Linked DNA regions of Sus scrofa: all the other regions are linked to region 1. Evidence: chromatin contacts called from public Hi-C and HiChIP or PLAC-seq data. All regions are on one chromosome and are shown on one strand. The core of a region is the stretch at or near the end of the contact, and the rest is flanking DNA. Distances in the headings are between cores, read along the strand shown. Region 1 holds the start of EEPD1 (endonuclease/exonuclease/phosphatase family domain-containing protein 1). Region 2 holds the start of HERPUD2 (homocysteine-responsive endoplasmic reticulum-resident ubiquitin-like domain member 2 protein). Region 3 overlaps LOC102161969 (a long non-coding RNA gene).

Region 1 (2,798 bases), core at 176-2,675:
GCGGTACTCCACGATGCTGCGTGCCACTGCACGCGTCACCCCAGGCAGGGTCATCAGCTCCTCCTCCGTGGCGGTGTTGATGTTGAGCCGCTCCTGGTTCACCAGGATGTTGCTGAAGTTGCAGGCAGCACTGAACTTGCGGCTATGGGACAGGTCTGAGGGGTCCCGGGGGATGGAGCGGTGGCAGCCCAGCGTGCTCCCCATGGCCGGCCAGGATCAGGGGCCCAGGAAGGCCTCACCACCGCAGAACTCGCTGGCTAGAGAAGAAGCCTGGTAGACCTCACAGACGCAGAAAAAGGTAAGGTGAAGGAGTCAGGGCACGAAGTGGGCACCACAAACACTAAATCTCCATGCCCAGAGTGTTCACACTTTCACTTGGCCACCTGGAAAACAAATAAATAAAAATACAAATCGATTGACTCCGTGAATCAGTTGGCATTAGCACGCCAAACTAGAGCTGGAGTCCTTGGCCAGGAGTCCAGCGCTGACGCCTGTCCCGTGAACCACTGAAAACACACACACGAGGGGGCTGGCCCAGGAGGATTTTCCGCTGGTGAGGTCCAATTTTCATCACATTACGATCCAAACTGCTATGAACCGCTCCTCTTGGAAAGAGACCTATCCCCTTCGGCCTACACCTCTTGTCCCTGCCTCTCTCAATTCTCCCAGCCCTGGGGCGCTACGGTAGCCCCCGTTTGGGTTCTCTGGCGGATGGGAGAGCGCGCCCCGTCCCTTGCGCTGACACTCAGCACCACCAGCAACTTGGGAATTTCGCCCTCACTAGTGCGGGCAAAGAGAAGGGGTTTATCGCCCCCCATCAGACCCGCCGCGGGTCCCCGCGCCCCACCTCAGAGCCACTCCTCCGGGCTGTTCTCCTTCCACCTGCGGCTCCGAAGCCTGAGCCCAACCCGGGACAGCGCGGGGCCCCAGTTTTCAGCCCTAGTGCCCACGTGGGGGCAGGTCAGGGATGGGCCGCAGGATCTCTCCCACGCCGCTTCGGGCCACGGGTCCCAGCTCTTCCTGCTGGAGAAACTCTCAGAGTCGCTCTCCCAGAACCGGCAGGAGCTGCAGGGCTTCGCGGAGGCGGCAGCGGCGGTGAAATTCGGCTCCGCGGCAGCACCAAAGCCTATTGCTGCACCAGCGCCGCAGTTGCGTTGATCCAGGCAAAAAAGTCCTGCTCTCGCCTCGAAAGCGGGGTCCGCAAGAACCGCGTCCAGACCCCAGCACCAGAGCCACGGCTCCTGCTTGCTGTCGGTGTCAAAGCCAAAGTCCCGGCCGCGACGCCCGCGCCTCCGCAGACACCACGGCCACGCCTCCTCCCGCGCGCCAACTCCTCCCCGGGACTCGGAGGGCACGTGGGGCGGGGCCCGAACGGGAGGACCGGACCCGAGAGCGCGGAAGCCGAGAGCGCGGAGGCGGGGTCCTGGAGTGCGAGGGGTGGGGCCACGGAGCTCAGGGGTGGGGCCAGGACGAGAGGTGGAGGAATGCGAGCCTCCGGAGTGTGAGAGGCGGGGCTGTGCTGTGAGAGGGCTGGCCCGAGCGCATGCGGGCGGTGAAGGAACACGGAGGGAGGAGGCGGGGCCATGGTGGGAGGGGGCGAGCCCCTGGAGCGCGGAGGCGGGATTGAGACCCTGAAGAGGCGGGGCCGACGCCATGGCGGTTGCGGCGGGTCACCCGCAGGATGTCCTAGGGTCCAGAGCCCAGCTTGCTGCTGGGGGCCCAGAGCTGGCTGTGCTGGATAGAGGCTTTTTAGTCTCGCCCAAGGCGAGACCTGCCCGGCTGCCTTTCGGCGGGCGGCACCCAGGGGTGCAGCAGAGGCGACTGGGCTGCCAGCCCAGTTTAGTCCGCTTTGGGGCGTGGGGACCGGACCAGGGCACTTGCAGTGAGGGAGGCACGCCTGCGGCTCTGGGGCCTTGCTCAGTTCTGTCTGAGAACGTTAGAGAGAGGACTGAAGGGGATCTTTTTAAACTTCTGTCCTGCGCTTTCGGTCTCCTCTTTTACTCTGGAGTATTACCTTTGCACTGCTTACAGAGAGATGTCCTCAAACAACCCTAGTAACTCATTGTGCTACTAGGAGAGGGCGTGCACCACCCATTAGAGATGTGTTCGCTTAGGTCACGTAGTTGCTCATTTGCATGTTTAGCACTCTGAGTAAATATGGATATTTTTACATCTAGTCATTAAGGAGAGAAAACTTGCTAGTTGGAAAAGGAGGCTGCTTCCTGAACTTCAGAACAGTTTTCAAATCAAACCACTTTAAGGACAATTTGATGACAGGTTAAAGAACATGCTGCATTACAGTGGCATTACTGAGGTACTTGATTACACAAACTATGTGGTGATACCATTGCATACTTTGACCCTGGGTATTCATCTGTATTCAACCTCTGAAGTTTCATCACCAAGCAATGTGACCAATGCTTCTTTAAATTCCCCAGGCTAGGTCAGCAAAAACTAAGCCTCAAGGAAGGCAGAGGTACCTCAGATGTGAAAAGACAGCAAGCCAAGCCTTGGCAAAATGTTACTGCCTTTCTGACTGTATACTAGTCAGGATTCCTAATTGCAAGTGACAGAAATCCAATCATACTAGCTTAGACTCCCCTCCCCCCAAAAAAAGGTTCTTGTGCAGAAAAGTTAAGGAATAGATCCTACCTATGTCATCCAGCTCACATGATGTCATCAGGACCTGGTCCCTCTATTTCTTCCACTTGCTCCCCTACCCCAGCACTAGGCCACATTAAGCTACTCCTTTCCTCCTGTAACCCTTCTGTGATAAGGGGAAAAAAGAAACGTTTAAT
Region 2 (2,798 bases), core at 141-2,640, 340 kb after region 1:
CCTTCTGGTTTAAATAGGAACTGGACATAAAAGAATTCTTAGAACAGACAGCTTAGGACATATGGTGGCACAATCATGCCACAAAGGATCCAGCCTCTTTCATTGTTCTGCTCTGCCAACCTCTTAACATAGGCCTTTGTTCTCCTGTTTGTTGCTTCATGACTGAGCTGTGGCTGCCCCATTTATGGCATCACATTCCTCCAGGAAGAAAGACAAGTGGAGGGCAAGGATGAGCTCTGGTCTGCAGAACATGTTCATCTGAAAGCTTTCCTAGAAGCCCCAGCAGCAACTCCAGCTTTCATCTAGAAGTGGGGTGGTCTAGAACTGCGTCAAATGGCTGCTGCTAGGTGTACAGGAGTCTGAATAAGTATTTGTGGCTAGTATTAAGCTTCTATTAGGATGACTAGACAATAGGTAGAAAAAGACCAGGGTCTGCTACCAAAAACCCAAGTCAAAGCAAGCTGTTCTCATTCCATGCTAAAAATAGAGAATTTCACTCTTATTTCAAAAGAGCATTGAGAGGGTACAGTTAAGATATGGTAGGTGATCTACCATAAAGAAAGAGGTGAACGAGGGGGTGTAAGGGATCCTGTTGCATTAGCTGTTGAGAGGAAGAATTTCCTCTGGTCACTAACTTCCACTAATCCCCGTGAAGCTGAGAGGGGAAGAGACCAGGTCCCCAAAGCCCCTTACATTAACTGCTTGCATTCGCCTGTAGTGGAAGCTTGGAGCTATGAAAATGCACGTCTAACAAACTTAACTTACTGCATGGACTCCTAAAACTCGTGCAGAAAATGGAGAGTAAGTCAGCTTTGGGAGGTAGACTGAAGAAAGTTCGCCTTCCCTGTCTAAGCCATAAAACAAAAATAACACTGCCATCCCGCTTCATCTCCCACTGTACTGAACACACAGTAGGTGCTCAGTAAACACTCATCAACTTTAGAGAAGACAAAGGAAAGAAATGGAACTGAGAGTCTGCCAGAACTGTACCAGGTGGCTTACCTACATAGCTCATTTATTGAGCAGCACGCTGTCAGGCAGGCATGACTGTCCCATTTAGAGAAGTAAACTGAGGCTCAGAAAGGTTAGGCAGGGTAAAACGAAAGTAGAAGCAGACTCCGGGCATCTGAACTGAAACCCTTCTCCTTAAGTAATGTTGTCTCACAGTCTCTGCTCCGCCAAAGCTCCAGTGCTTTACAGACAGCCGACACAAGACATTTTGAGCAGAAGTTTGATTCAGCATCGGGAAGGACACTAACTTTTGCAAAAACAACGCTAAGGGTGGAGGAACACTTAACAAGTCTTTAGGGTTTGGTCAAAACAGAATGTACTAGCGCCACCTACGCTAGTGGCGAGGCCTGAGGGCCGCTGGGGAGGCGGAGCCGAGCGAAGGGTCAGGCCTGGCGGGCTCAGACGCGCCCGCGTGGCTTCGGGGCGACCCGGAATTCGGTCCGGGGTATCCCTGGTCGGCGCGGGCGGAGAGCAGGCCGCAGGGCCGGGAAGACCGCGCCCCGCTGCGGGCGGCGCATGACGCACTTCCGCCCTGGGTCTTCCAGCTTAAAGGGAACCCGGACCTTCTTCATAACAACAACAAAACTGCGCGCCCGCGGCCGGCGCCTGGGCTCTAGTCCCCGCCCTCCTGCCACCTGCCGCCGCTTCGGTCGCGCCTGGCGGTGCGCCGCCCTGCCTAGCACTGCTCAGACCGAGCGGTCAGGCCGAGAGCGGACCGCGCCCTTCGGCCAACTTCTCCCGCTGCCACCGCGCCGCCTCGCGAGACCCGGGGCCGGGCCGTGGCCGCCGCCAAGCAGCAGGAAGAGAACCTCAGCGGAGGACGCTTGGCCGGACAGTGAGGCCAGTGGCCCTGCCCGGGCGCAGAGGGCGGCGGTGGCGGGCTTTGCGGCCATCTCACAGGTAGCCCTGCTTGTCGCACCTGACCACCCTAAGCGGCCCGTCCCCCTTCTCCAGCCCGCGTTGCGGGACCGTCGCGTAGGGGCCTTGTTGCGTTTCAGTTTGGGGGTCGCGGCGGGGGCGGGGCGGGGGCTCGGGTTGTCGCGCCCTCACCCCTCCTTCCCTTCTCATTGCTTTCTCTCTCTACTCCCGGCCTCCCTCTGCAGTCCGGAGCCCGGCGAAGCCTAGACCTGGCGGGGAGAACTGCACCCTGGGCCGGGCCCCAGACCCCGCCGCCGCTGCCGCCACTGTCCATCATCCTCGGTGCCGGCAATGGCCTTTGTATCGCCCGATGCACTTGTGACTGACTTGGACACGGGATATTAACAACCCACTCGCTTCCGTACCCATCCCAGCCACGCCGGCAGTAACCACCTCGGCTCGTTTAGGCTTAACTGCTGCTCCTTGTGACTCTGTTCGACTTTGGGGGCACCATGGACCAAAATGGGATGGAGATTCCTGTGACCCTCATCATTAAAGCACCGAATCAGAAATACAGTGACCAGACTATTAGCTGCTTCTTGAACTGGACCGTGGGGAAACTAAAAACGCATCTGTCTAACGTGTACCCTAGCAAACCAGTAAGTGTCTAAAAGCTGGGCGCAGCTGCTCTGGCCGGCAGCTTTTCGTGCCAAGTATTCCCTTAACGCCCGCTCATCCCCTCTCCCCCAACTCCCCTTGAATCAAATAGGTCTCTTTTTGACTGCAGAGTATTTTGCATTCCGAGGTTATGTCTCTCTTGAGTGTGTGAAACATCATTAATATCTTCCTGATGAGGTTCAGTTAATTAGTAAGAGTATAGGGAAATATCAAGGGACACGAGAACTGGCAGGCATACAATAGGACCATTT
Region 3 (2,798 bases), core at 86-2,585, 320 kb after region 1:
TTAGATTTTTGGAATTTCTTTCCTCTGAAGGAATGATTCAGTGCGGCTAAAGGAGAATTTTTAAAACAAAGACTGTCATTCAGAAATTATACATTCAACCTAGCAAATGAAAAGGCATTAGGAAAAAAAGATTAAAAAAAAAAAAAAGGAAAAAAAGATAAAAATAGGGATAGGAGATTATAAAAGGAACCAAGATCACAGAAGAAAGTGATAGGTTTGGGGTAGAAAATTAGAATAAAAGAAGGAAGGATGGAGAAAAATTTATCATAAATGAGCAAAATGCAAATGTAATGGCATCTAGAATATAAATTGAGGTCAAGTTTCTTAATTACGATCAGTGCCAAGATGTAGATCTGTGACTCCAGGGACAGTTAGCTTTAGAGATCCCTATCCAGAGGCCAATTCTACATCTTTGAGGGTTATTTTTGTCTTTTTCTTCTATTCACTAGCCCTTCCCAGAACACAATGACATCTCTCAGAGGTAGAAGCTGCTTTCTACCTTTCCAAAAGGAGAACATACCACATTCCTGTCTAGTGGTAATTTCTCGTTTTTCCTCAAGTTATTTTATTATAGGACTCTGAAAATGAGAGCTATCAAAATAGACAAGATGTCGCAAATGAAGAATTTTTGGTTTTGATTAAAAAATTGGAACAGGAAATGATGAGATGTTAAGAAAATATATAGCTTTCCTCTCCCTTTCTTGGCAAGTCAAATGCCCAGTTATCAGAGAACACAAGAAAATATTGCATACATGAGCAGAACTGTTTCTAAATAAAATGTCCAAAACGTAAATGCTGCATCAGTTCCCAATTAAGCATTCTGTAAATAAAGCCTTGCTCTTCATCTCCTGTTTTCACTGGAAACTTCCATCACCAGAGATACTGAATGGCGTGGAACAGTGGAGCCACCCAGTGGCTAATATGGTTAACCACAGCAATGGCACATTTCATGGTGCATTTCGTCCGTTTCCTGTTTTACACAGGAGTATATTTCCTCTTGAAAATATGACAGGAATTACCGCTAAGAAGAAATTTAATGCTGTAATAGTAAAGATGAAGTTTATAATTTTAACATCACCCCCAAATTAAAAGATTGAAGAAGCTGTGAGAAAGCAACTTTTAAAAATAGAATGAAAGAAAAATATCACCCAATCCTGCCTGAATTAGTTTTTGTTTGTTTGTTTTTAAACCATAGTTTTTAGGAGTTCCCATTGTAGCTTATCGGTAATAAACCCAACTAGTATCCATATGAGGAAGTGGGTTTGATCAGTGGCCCTGCTCAGTTAAGGATCCAGTCTTGCCCTGAACTGTGGTATAGGTCGCAAATGCAGTTTGGATCCTGTGTTGCTGTGGCTGAGGCATAGGCCAGCAGCTATGGCTTGGATCCAGGCCCTAGCCTGGGAACTTACATATGCCTCAGGTGCGGTCCTAAAAGGAAAAAATGAATAAATAAAACCATAGTTTAAAAAAGCTTCAAACTAAGGTTCTTTAAGTACCAGTTTTGATATGACAAAAGATTCCTTATAAAGATTAAAATTTAAGACATGAAATTATCCTAAAACTTGAAAACATCTGATTCTATCCCAATTGTCAATAAACAAAATACAGTAATATTTCAAAACATTAGGGATTATGAAAAGAATTGGTTGTCCTTGTAAAATGTATATTTTATTTAAAAATTAAAGTAAAAAAAAATAAATAGGAGTTCCTGTTGTGGCTCAGCAGAAATGAATCTGATTAGGAACCATGACATTGTGGGTTCGATCCCTGGCCTGTTCAGTGGGTTAAGGATCTGGCGTTGAGGTGAGCTGTGGTATAGGTCATAGTTGTGGTGCAGATCTGATGTTGCTGTGGCTGTGGTGTAGGCCGGCAGCCGTAACTCCAATTTGACCCCTAGCCTGGGAACTTCCATATGCCTCGGGGTGCAGCCCCAAAAAGAAAAAAAAAAGGAAGCAGCAAAATAAATAAATAAATAAATAATTAAAGTTATTCCCTTGCGGTGCAGTGGAATCTGCGTTAAGGATCTGGTATTGTCACTGCACAAGCTCGGGTCACTGCTGTGGTGTGGGTTCAATCCCTGGAACTTCCACATGCTGCAGGTGTAGCCAAAAAAAAAAAAAATGTTAAAAAGATTAAAACTGGGAATAATGCCAACAAGACTTTCTGCTGTCTCAAAGGATAAGTGAGATTCTAAAAATTAAAAATAACTTTTTCTTATCAAAATAGTAAAGTGTTCATTTAGAAAAATTAGAAAATATACGTAAGCAAAAAGAAATAACACCCTCACAACAAGTCCATTATTAATACTTTGGTTTGTTTATTTCCAGAAATTGTTCTTTACATATGGATCATGAAATTTTTTTAATGAAAAGGGATTTTACTGAACATAGTTTTTGCAATTTGCTTTTTATCTTACGTCATGAACAACTTCTATCTCAGTAAACATTTATCTGTACATAATTTTTTTATTTTTATTTTTATTTTTTTTGTCTTTTTCCCTTTTCTAGGGCTGCACCCACGGCACATGGAGGTTACCAGGCTAGGGGTCTAATTGGAGCTGTAGCCACCGGTCTATGCCAGAGCCACAGCAACACGGGATCCAAGCCATGTCTGCAACCTACACCACAGCTCACAGCAACACCAGATCCTTAACCCACTGAGCAAGGCCAGGGATCGAACCTGCAACCTCATGGTTTTTAGTCAGATTTGTTAACCACTGAACCATGATGGGAACTCCTGTACATAATTTTTTAAAGCTGTATAATATTCCAGTGTATGGCTATTTATTTAACATAATC

The links. Hi-C and Micro-C count contacts between places; a contact is called where the count stands out from the background. HiChIP or PLAC-seq counts read pairs in DNA pulled down with a chosen protein or histone mark.
Region 2: an H3K27ac HiChIP or PLAC-seq map of alveolar macrophages shows a contact between it and region 1. The contact joins the promoter of HERPUD2 here to the promoter of EEPD1 in region 1. A contact is called at or near these places in 1 of 5 promoter capture datasets (liver), 4 of 47 Hi-C or Micro-C datasets (alveolar macrophages, omental adipose tissue, retroperitoneal adipose tissue and 1 more) and 2 of 2 datasets of contacts at active chromatin or transcription factors (alveolar macrophages and skeletal muscle).
Region 3: a Hi-C map of alveolar macrophages shows a contact between it and region 1, with 2.0 times the contacts expected there. The contact joins the enhancer-like site here to the promoter of EEPD1 in region 1. A contact is called at or near these places in 1 of 5 promoter capture datasets (liver), 5 of 47 Hi-C or Micro-C datasets (alveolar macrophages, embryonic fibroblasts, omental adipose tissue and 2 more) and 1 of 2 datasets of contacts at active chromatin or transcription factors (alveolar macrophages).

What each region holds. Positions count from the first base shown.
Region 1 is chr18:37,947,430-37,950,227 of Sscrofa11.1, forward strand. It overlaps EEPD1 (endonuclease/exonuclease/phosphatase family domain-containing protein 1), which reads right to left and starts at 1,426. Exons shown (of 8, transcript XM_013985720.2): 1 at 848-1,426; 2 at 1-383. The coding sequence starts at 204.
Region 2 is chr18:38,283,130-38,285,927 of Sscrofa11.1, forward strand. HERPUD2 (homocysteine-responsive endoplasmic reticulum-resident ubiquitin-like domain member 2 protein) reads left to right here and starts at 1,391. Exons shown (of 9, transcript XM_021078631.1): 1 at 1,391-1,911; 2 at 2,115-2,528. The coding sequence starts at 2,382. LOC102161969 (a long non-coding RNA gene) reads right to left here and starts at 1,313. Exons shown (of 5, transcript XR_002340256.1): 1 at 1,003-1,313.
Region 3 is chr18:38,264,561-38,267,358 of Sscrofa11.1, forward strand. All of the region lies in intron 2 of LOC102161969 (a long non-coding RNA gene), which reads right to left. Among named protein-coding and RNA genes, the nearest start is that of HERPUD2, 19 kb to the right of the region's middle. Within about 2 kb of position 1,336, at least 29 of the 83 cell types and tissues checked have an H3K27ac peak or open chromatin away from gene starts, as enhancers often do. A contact at or near this core is called in alveolar macrophages, omental adipose tissue, retroperitoneal adipose tissue and 1 more, where this site is marked.